Linked DNA regions of Rattus norvegicus: region 1 is linked to region 2. The links are chromatin contacts, called in public Hi-C maps. All regions are on one chromosome and are shown on one strand. The core of a region is the stretch at or near the end of the contact, and the rest is flanking DNA. Distances in the headings are between cores, read along the strand shown.

Evidence for each region. Hi-C and Micro-C count contacts between places; a contact is called where the count stands out from the background.
Region 1: a Hi-C map of frontal cortex shows a contact between it and region 2, with 1.6 times the contacts expected there. The contact joins two enhancer-like sites. A contact is called at or near these places in 2 of 12 Hi-C or Micro-C datasets (frontal cortex and prefrontal cortex).

What each region holds. Positions count from the first base shown.
Region 1 is chr1:6,479,385-6,484,325 of GRCr8, reverse strand. No RefSeq gene overlaps it. Among named protein-coding and RNA genes, the nearest start is that of Adgb, 240 kb to the left of the region's middle. Within about 2 kb of position 1,480, at least 23 of the 93 cell types and tissues checked have an H3K27ac peak or open chromatin away from gene starts, as enhancers often do.
Region 2 is chr1:6,360,363-6,365,072 of GRCr8, reverse strand. No RefSeq gene overlaps it. Among named protein-coding and RNA genes, the nearest start is that of Stxbp5, 210 kb to the right of the region's middle. Within about 2 kb of position 1,287, at least 25 of the 93 cell types and tissues checked have an H3K27ac peak or open chromatin away from gene starts, as enhancers often do.

The sequences.
Region 1 (4,941 bases), core at 231-2,730, 120 kb before region 2:
TTTTTGTCAAGTTGCTGTGCCATGGGAAGTCAAGACTAAGGCACATATGGCTTAGCCTCACAGTGTGTTATTTCTCCTTTCTTGTGTAAGAGTCTGGTATTCCAACAAGACTGTCAGGAGAGGCTATGCTGATAAATTCCTCTGAAGTCTACAAAAAGTAAGGATCTTTCCCTAAAGTTCAGAAGAAATATACTGAATGCAGAATTCAGTACACAGTGGTATTTAGTGTGAGTTTCTGCTTATTTGGAGGCTTAAAATAAGGCCACCTGATTTAAGAAGAAAGAAAGTCTCCTGTGACAGCAGAGGACCCCATACCGAAATAAATTCATAGGAACTGCATCTGAGAAATCCATAGGGTATCATTAAAGAAAAAACCCAGGCAAACTAGCATTCTGACTCTGCGTATAGCCATCCAAATAATCTAACTGTTACGAAGGTGTGGAAATCAGAGAATCACCCGGGAGATATAAAGGTGTCATGGTGAGGAAGGCAAGGGCAGAAGGGACAACACCTCGTCTTACTCAAGCACTGCCCTGCTCCTTTGGCAGTTGTCCTCTTGCGAGCATCTTCGTATCCTGAGGCTTGGTGTCTGGTGATATCGCCACATCCCATCGCTACTCGAGCTGGACTACTGTGGACTCTTATCAGTGCAGAGACTCGGCCTCTGACACCTTAAGACGCAGTCTAGAGGTAATGCTTTCTACGTGCTTCTGGTTCGCCATCGCTCGCGGGTCACAGACTCCCAGTGAGACAAAATGCTGCAGCCTCGCGCCCTAGCATAAAGCTGTGGGAAGAGGTACCGAGGTTTTGATTGACAGCCTTGCTACCTGTGGCACTGTCAAGAGCTGAATGTCGGACATGGGCTCATGGCTTGGCTGTGCTGTCAAGTGTCCCCTTCATTTTGGAGAAGGCCCTTAACCTGCATGTGTCTTACCTTTCTTCATTTGATGAGTGGGAAGTTGTGTTTCCAGAATGCGCCTTTGGAAATGTGCTGTACTTGCTAGTCATTTCCTGAGTATTTATTATGAGGCAGGGGCATTGCTTTAGGCACAGGAGAGACTAGAGTGAGCAAACCAGGGGCAAGAATGATAGCAGTTGACAATTCTTTCCCTCCTTGTACACATTCATTATGCGTGTGCAAAAGGGCCTTTCTGTCAGCATTGGCTCTCTGTACCAATGATAACGAAATATCCAGAGCAAATCACAAGACATCATATTTTTGCTTATTTTTACATGTGTCTCTAGATCTTCTAAACACCAAAGATTCGTGTATACTGCTTTCAATTGTTTTCTTTGTTTTTACAGTTGCTTGGTAGAGAAGTTGTGAGATGCAGATTTCTTGGCATAAGGAAGTCCTTGTGTCTTAGCTCTTTCCAGGCTCTTCCCTAGTGGAAAGAGGATGACGTGCACCCATGATGTGGTCAGCCATGCACTAGAAGACAGCCCAGAGCTCTCCTGCAGGCTGCTCTGGCTCCCTGGCATGCTCAACCTCAGCCATGTGGTCTTCAGACTGCTGAGTCATGCTTCTGACACAAACCTGACGACCACGAACATGCTCACTTGGTTTTTCTTCTTCAGACGCATTGTCTTGGTAACCAGGCAGATGCTATGCTAATGCAGATTGGCAGACTTGAACTCAAACTACAAAAATATGATCTGTCTCATGGAAGACGAGAGACTCCAGAGACTTCAAGGTCATCCTTAGGATTTCTCTCGAGAGGCACGTAGTTAAGTGCTCCAAAGAGATATGTGGTCGTTCAGACAGGACCTCTGGTGACCACTGGGATTTAAGATCAGCACGAGAAACACTTCTTTTCATTTAAAATAAAATCCCTTTGGACTCTTTTCCTAATGTGCTGCCTGAGACTCTGCCAGTTTCTCTTCTTTTGGTGCCAGGAGCTCTGGGTCTGGGCACAGAGAGCTCAGTGGGGCAGAAAAGGCAGAACCTGCCTCTTCTCAAAATCCATCCTGTTCTCAATCTGGCTGCATCTTGCTCCTGAGCCATGAAGCCAGGGTTCACTGGAGGTCACCACAGCTCCTCGGGCTCATTCGGAGTTTTAATGTATTGCTGTGGAAATCATATTTAATCTCCTCTCCTCGGCTGGCTGGATGCTACAATAATATTACCCTGTGTTGCCACAATAGTGATTAAAACACAAGAACACGAAAGTCCTGCTTCCCTGGCTCTCTCTCAGGAAAGCACACGGGAGTCTGCAGGAAGAATGAGCCTTTTTGCAGCACACAGATATTCCCAGAAAGACCATTCCGAAGCCAGTTTATAAGGGCCTATGCATTCACCACTGCCATGTGGAGTGCCAGGGCTGCCAGTCGGTATTTTATTAAGCTTCTCTTCTGTCTGACTCATACTCACAAAATTTCTGACCATGGACTCGGAATTTACTGTAAAGTGAGTCATCCGAACAGAACCAATCAAGACTCTCCAGGCAAATTCAGCTCAGATTTGGAGCTGCTATTTCTATTCTCAAATGGCCTTTCCCTTTAGTATCAGGAAAGACATCAGCAAGACAGGTTCAAGTGAGTCTATTAAAGATGCAGACACGGATAAATCACCTTGAGCGATTCCGCGCCCAAAGCCACAGCCTCCAGCTGGTAAAAACGGGGACATTTGCTTTCCATCAGAAAGGTCACGGTTAGATCTGAGAAGCTGATTTTTTTTTTTTTTTGAGAGTGATGTGCTTAGCATGAGAAGAGCAAAAACATTCCTGACAAAGCAGAATGAAAATGAAGGTTTTATTTTTCCTTTCAGAAGAGCAAGATTCAAATCTAAGTCTGGAGCCAAGAGGTCATTTTGATAGACAGAAGGTTGTGTCCTTCCTCAGGTTCAGCACCTAGACCATTCCTGAGGTGACTTTCACCACTGTCTCACAAGTAGCACAGGAGTTGTGAGCACTCTGGAAGCCAAGCCTTCTTTGAACCTGGACAACTGAATGCGTAGTGTATCTTTTGAAGTGAGCCAGAAAAATATACACTACAGACATGGTGTCGTCAGTACGCAGATCAGCATAGAGGAGATTGGCTATCCCCTTCTGTCTCTAGGACAGTCACAAAGCCATAGCGTGTTTTCTCAACAGGCCATCACCATAAACTCTGGACTAACAGAAATCTTTGGGGCTATATGATCATAGTCAGAGCATGGCTTGTACTGGTGTTCTTGTGACAACATTCAGAGGCAAGGTTAATAAAAAAAAAGTTATTTGTGATTGATAATTCCTATTATATAGATTAAAAGGGGAAGCAGAAAGCAAGTCAAACTCCATGTAATCAAAGAGTGCAGGAGAATCTTTGTTCTTATGATGTAATGCCTTGGCCTTAGCATCGCTTCGATCAGAGTTTTTCTTTTGGGGCAGGAAAGGAAAAAACGAGGAGCTAGATGTGTGACACGGAACCTGAAATCTGAACTCACAGAGAAAGACAATGCTAACAGTTACCTGATCGCTTGTTATCTGAAGGTTAGAGAGTAGACAAAGGTTCTAGGAGATAACCAAGAAATAGTTCCATCTAAAGATAATTGAATCGTGGCAAATATTTTGAACAAAACTAAGAAAAATTCACCCTATTAATGCATCTTCTTCTAATAGCTGAGCAGCTGGGAAAAATTTTGTTTGTTCTTTCCTACAAAAGGAAAGGTGACTTCCCATCCTTCACAAGGGTTCTGTGGTTTTCAAAGTTATGTGTGTGTGAGATGGCCACAAGGGCAGAGTTATTGCATTGTAATGTATTCTGTACACCATATACCTTGACCAAGAACATCTTTCTGTCAAAGGTAATCTAGGAGAGGAAAAAGAACATTTAAGGCAAAGAGCAGGAAATTCCTAAAGAGATGCAACTATGAGAATTCACAGCAAACCTAGGCTTGGCCTGAGAGAACTGATCCTTGTCTTGTCCATGTGGCAGGCTATGGCTCACTGTATCCAATTCCAGAAGCGCACTGTCCCTTGGTAGGTTCTTGTTCCCGTTAGAGAGTGGTACAAGAACTGTAGCCCAGATCACAACTTTATAATGGAAACCAAACTGCTAAAAAAAATCTAAAAGTACCTCTGTATAGAAGTGTGACTGGCCATGGCCAATAGAGATAAGGGAAGGATGAGGGCATTATTAAGGTTTTTAACTGAACAAGTGCTATAAACCAGTTACTATGCAGGAGTTCCTTTATTCACTTTCCCATTGAATGTTCATCATGATAAACACTAGAAAGAAGGAATTTAGGAGTGAGACAGATTTATTTTCACTCACAGTCCTAAAGGTTTTGGTCCATGGTTACTGTGTCAAGATGAGACAAAACATCTTGGCAGATTGACGTTGCTCATTTCATTGCATCAAGGAAAAGAGACAGGGGGTGTGAAGCATCCTGTTACAGCCCATATAGATGGGCCAAGTAACACACAGAGCCACACTCCTGTGAGCTTCCTTCAGCTGGCTTCCACTGTCTCACGTTCTATCACCTCTCAAAGCAGTGACACTAAAATGAGAACCAAAGACTCAAAGTCTATAGGGATGCCTCACATTCAAACCAAGAAAAATGTTCTTCATCATGTGAGGATCAGAACTACTCACATTTCTAGATTTACTACTAGATTCAAAGATTTTAGTTCTAGGTGGCCTTTGGATATGTGCATGCACGCATGTGTGTATGCATGCTCAGCCATTTTGTGCCTACGTGTGTGCGTCCATGCACACGTGTGTGTGTGTGTGTGTGTGTGTGTGTGTGTGTGTGTGCTATTTTGGGAAAAGTACACACAGAGGCCAGAAGAAGACTTTAAGTGTCCTTCTCTTACAGTACCTAGAGCTGAGCTGACAGACAAAACTCTAAGGAACTTCCTGCTTTTGTCTTCCATAGCACTCCTACCTAAGCTCATATCTTCATACTAGGGCAGCAAGTGCTATTACCCACCTTCCTAGGCCCCAATTCCTCATATTCTT
Region 2 (4,710 bases), core at 38-2,537:
CAGACATGGTCCAGGGAGCAGGAAAGAGAGAAGGCCAATGAATCAGAAATGAGGACATCATTCACCATTGCTGAGTCATTCACTTTGAGCCATTGATGCCTGAAAATGACAGCCTGGTTTCACCCAGTCCAAAATAAAAGGCAGGCCAAAATGGTTAGCATCAGGAAAGTGGGGTCTACAGTCAACGTGGCTGACAATAATGAGTCCACATTGATATCTATAAATAGCCACAGGCAAAACATGGCTCCTGTCCTCAGAATTAATCCCTCTACTCTGACCCTGCCTCTAAATTTTCCCCTGAAGATGCTGGAACTAGGATTACCTCTGACCTATCTGTTCAGTCTTTCTAATGATGACTTCGTCCACTAAATTAGGTCCCCTCTCTCCTAGATGCTTTATGTCCTCAGGTAGCAGAGAGTGGTTTCCTCTACGGTTCCGCATATATTTCAAAGAATACAGCTCATAAAAACGTTTAAAAGATGTTTTACTCTTTCAGTGAAAGGGGCAGGTTTGGTTTAAATTTTGTAGTTGACAACCGAGAACGGCAGCAAGTCCTCCCGTTTCCGAGGAGATCCCTAGATGTGGACGTCTATCGCTTAATTCAGAGAGCCGCTAGTCTTGCCTCTGCCTTCTGTCGTCATTGGATACTATGTATAGACGTGCTTACTGCCTTTAGCCCTCAGTAGCAATTGTTCCGTTATTGCTCATTTCCTCTGCTTTTTTCACATGCCAAACTGGAGTAGAAATGTATAAGATGTCTAAGAACTCAGAAAAACGTAAATACTCCCGGAGGCAAATAAAAAAGAAAATTTTCTTGTCTGCATTTAGTGAAAAAAAAAAAAAAGATGGCCTCACAGCTCAGTGCCAAAGCTTCGAATCTCTGCAAAATCCATTATGCTAGGAATGAATCCAGCCTAAATAATAGAGTAAATTATAAATGCAATCCTTTGAACTCACGGGGCTTTTCTATGAAACATCCATTTGTTTACCAAATGCCTTCATTCTTTTGATTTTCAGGCCTACTCTGGTTGAAAGGACAGTCACTTCAATAGGTGTGTGTGCCTTACTAGATACATGAGCATGAGTAGTTCCATCCCCTGATCACTAGGAGTTCTAATTATTAGGTCAGTTAAAGAAATCTCAGTTCAGGGACTAGGTCTGGTATAAACAGAGACTAACCAGGCAGAGGGAGTGCTGCTTGTGAGGGGAACAAGCCATCCTGTGTGGCTTGCAGGAAGGGGTAGGCATTGCACTATTTTAGGCTGGAGCAGGATGAGAACCAATTTGCATTTTAGACAGATCACTATGGTGATGCTGAGTTGGAAGGAGGCCATTTGGGAAGCAGGGAGAACGAGGAGGACCAGAATGCTGCAGCATCAGTGGCTAAGCAGAAGAGGGAGAAACGGTGATTAGATTCGGGGTGGACGAGGGCTGAAAGCACGGGGTAGGTGCTGCTTGCTTTGCTATGCTCACAGTGGAGTGGTGCGCTCAACACAGGAAGTCTTAACTGTAGGAAAAAAGGGAATAGCTTTGTTCACCTAAGGGACTGTGCCCTCTGCCCGAGCCAAAACATTTTCTTTTCCTTCAGAGTCCTAACAGCAGTACAGTGAAGTGAACTGAGCATCTAACCTGAACTGCATATTTGCACTCAGAACTCAGACAAGCCCTATAAATGACATTTAACTGGGGCTGGCTTACAGGTTCAGAGGTTCAGTCCGTTATCAACAAGGTGGAGGCATGACAGCCTCCAGGCAGACATGGGGGGCTGGAGGAGCGGAGTTCAACATCTTTATCCAAAGACAGACAGGAGAAGACTGGCTTGAACCTAACTAGGAGGAGGGGTCCCAAAGCCCACCCTGACAGGGACACACTTGCTCCCACAAGGCTACGCCTAATCCGACAAAGCCACACCTCCCAAAAGTGCCACTCCCTAGAACAACCATATTCAAACCACCACAGATTAATACTGAATACAGGGAGAATTCCCTCCAGACTTGTTCTGCATTACATTCTGAATGACCTTGTTCTAGATGTAAATCAACCTCTGCGTAGAAAGGAACTAGAGGTTAGCCCCTGAAGCAGTTCAGATCCTTGACACATTAGATGCCTCTGTGGAAAAGGAAGCCCTGAAGAACAATAGACACACTAAAAAAAAAAAAAAAAAAAAAAAAAAATGCGTTTCTCTAAATAAAGACAGAGACATAAAAAGCAAAGCAATTCAGCGAGATTGGATTGTCAGAAAAGTGCTGATCTTGAGTTAGGGATCTAAATTTATCAGGAAAATCACTTAAAATGTGTTTAACTGAGATGGAGAACTCGGGAGAGGGTTGGGTCTAGTATATCTCTCTTCCCGGGAACTAAGTTAAGCTGCTATTTCTCTGACCATCTTGCAGGTGTGTTCTTCAGTGACTATGCTGTCTTTATTCAGTAGTTCCTTCTCCTTTGCTTCTGCCAGGCATCCTCCCAGAACAGAATCCCTAGTTCTGTCAGATATGACCTATGACCTTAGCTCCCAGTAAGGCTGTGACCGGAAGTGGTTCTAGGACTGCATGGACTTGACTAGACTGTCCCAGTGTTTTGGTGGCAGGTATATTTCCACTATAACTAGGAGATTTGGGTTCTTTTTGGGCTTATTTTCCATTTGGCTCTGACAAGAAGTAGAAACACTGCTTTTTAATGCTGCAGCTAAGAAGATGCAGTCGCAAATCTGACAGTGAAAAATGTTCTGCAGAGAAAAACCTGAAAAATAAAAATTAAAAAAAAAGTGATGGAAAGGAAAGACACCTCAGAAATATTTGAAAACATTCTAATCTAAAATCTTTGTTTCTTGTTCTGAAATTACTTTTTGTTTTTTTAAAAAAAAATTCAACTCTAATTTTAGTCTTTTCTTTTTCCTTCTTTTCTCATTCTCCTTTTGTAATTAGTTTTCATTGGTTTTGTATATTTTCTATCTAAAAAATTCTTTGTGCTGTAGTAAGTTTTACTCAAAGTAAAAGAATTTTTTTTTACTTCATCCACGTTACAAGAAAATTAAGTACCTGAATGTCAGTGGCATACCAAATACCTCACATTTCCATATATCAATTTGCTCTCTGTCTGTCTGTCTGTCTGTATCAGCCCCTATCTATCTAGCTAGCTATATCTATCTCTATATATGTAGTAAGAAATATGTTTAACCATCTATTTATGTCTCCATCCGCATATCCTCCTTACCGTATTTTTTAATTAAATATTGTAGTAAATTTTGCCAGGAAAAAAAAATGGAAGGTTTTCGGTTTTGTTGCCAATAAAATAAAAGAAAGCTAGGCAAAATTTTGCAAATTTTAACTGAAATTTTACAAATATTCAGTAAAATGTGTGAGAGAAACATCTAAGTATTGAGAGAAGATCAGTGCTTATCAAGAGCACATCTTCATGGGGGGCATTCTCAGAAACAGGTGAGTGGGATTTCTGCCCACCACACAAGGCCATCTGGATCATACCAGAGACATTAATTACAATGAGATTTCGCAGGAGTGGCTACTCTGTCTACTTTTTAATTTGATTCTAAGGACAAAAAATATTAATGTTACTCTCCATCTTCAGGGAAAATTAGGTGCTAACTTCTGGTAGGAAAGAGATGGGGAGAGATAAAAGTAACTGCATACCACTCCTTAGGAGGCTTCATAAACCATAGCAGCAGGGCTTTGACGTACTCACAAGGTGATGCTAAGTCCACTATACTCACACTTCTGCTCTAGGGAACTGGTCTGATAAGAGATCATCTTCACAAACTGTTCTATAATCAAACCAAGTATGTAAGTTGGAAGAAGGTAGCTTCCCATGAAGACATAAACAATAACAGGAAATCTCTCTTCAGAATTGAAAAAGGATGGGTTTACCACATGGAATTAGAAAGCAGGGTTCTTAAGCATTTTTGTTTCATGAAATCCTTCAATAGTTTTATGAACCCCACAGGGTTCTTCCCTATCTCAGAAACAGGCTCAGTCATTCCCCCCGTTTTCCATCTCAGATACCCACGCTCTCTATTTCTCTTAACTGTAAACTTAAACACAGGAGTTAAGTTCTGCTGGCGCCATCTTCCTAGCTCAGAATTTCCACCCCATTCAAAAGTCTTCCTGATACCCTGTGTCCTTCTCCCTCATCTCTCACATCCAGTTCTGCACAAGAGAGGAAGACAGTATTTTTCAATGGATTTAAGAGAAGAACCAAGAATATAATGACTGCTCGTGCTTATTGATCATCGACCTAGATCTTAGCTTCTTTCTTGTTGCTGTGAAAAAACATTCTGATGAAGGCACTGGAGTGGAGAAATGGCTTATTTCAGTTTATAGCTCAAGCATACAGTTCATCATGGCTGGGCAACCAAGGCACAAGGTGCTTGAAGCAGCAAGTCACATTATGTTCATAGTCAGGAAGGAGACAGAGCAATGTATATTAGTGCTCAGCTCACAAACCATTTTCTAGGGAATGGTGGCACCCAGAGTGACACCTTAAATAGTCTAATCAAGATAATCCTTCACAGACATTCCCAGAGGCCCATCACCCAAGTGAATCAATAATGTGTCTAGTTGACAATTAACACAAGTCATCATGCTATTATATTATTGGATCTATTCTGAACCATGTTTCTTGTCTCATTTAAACATCTTTCAACAATTTCATACATTATATATTCTTCATGCGTTTTAAAGAAGGTGAGGCTGATAC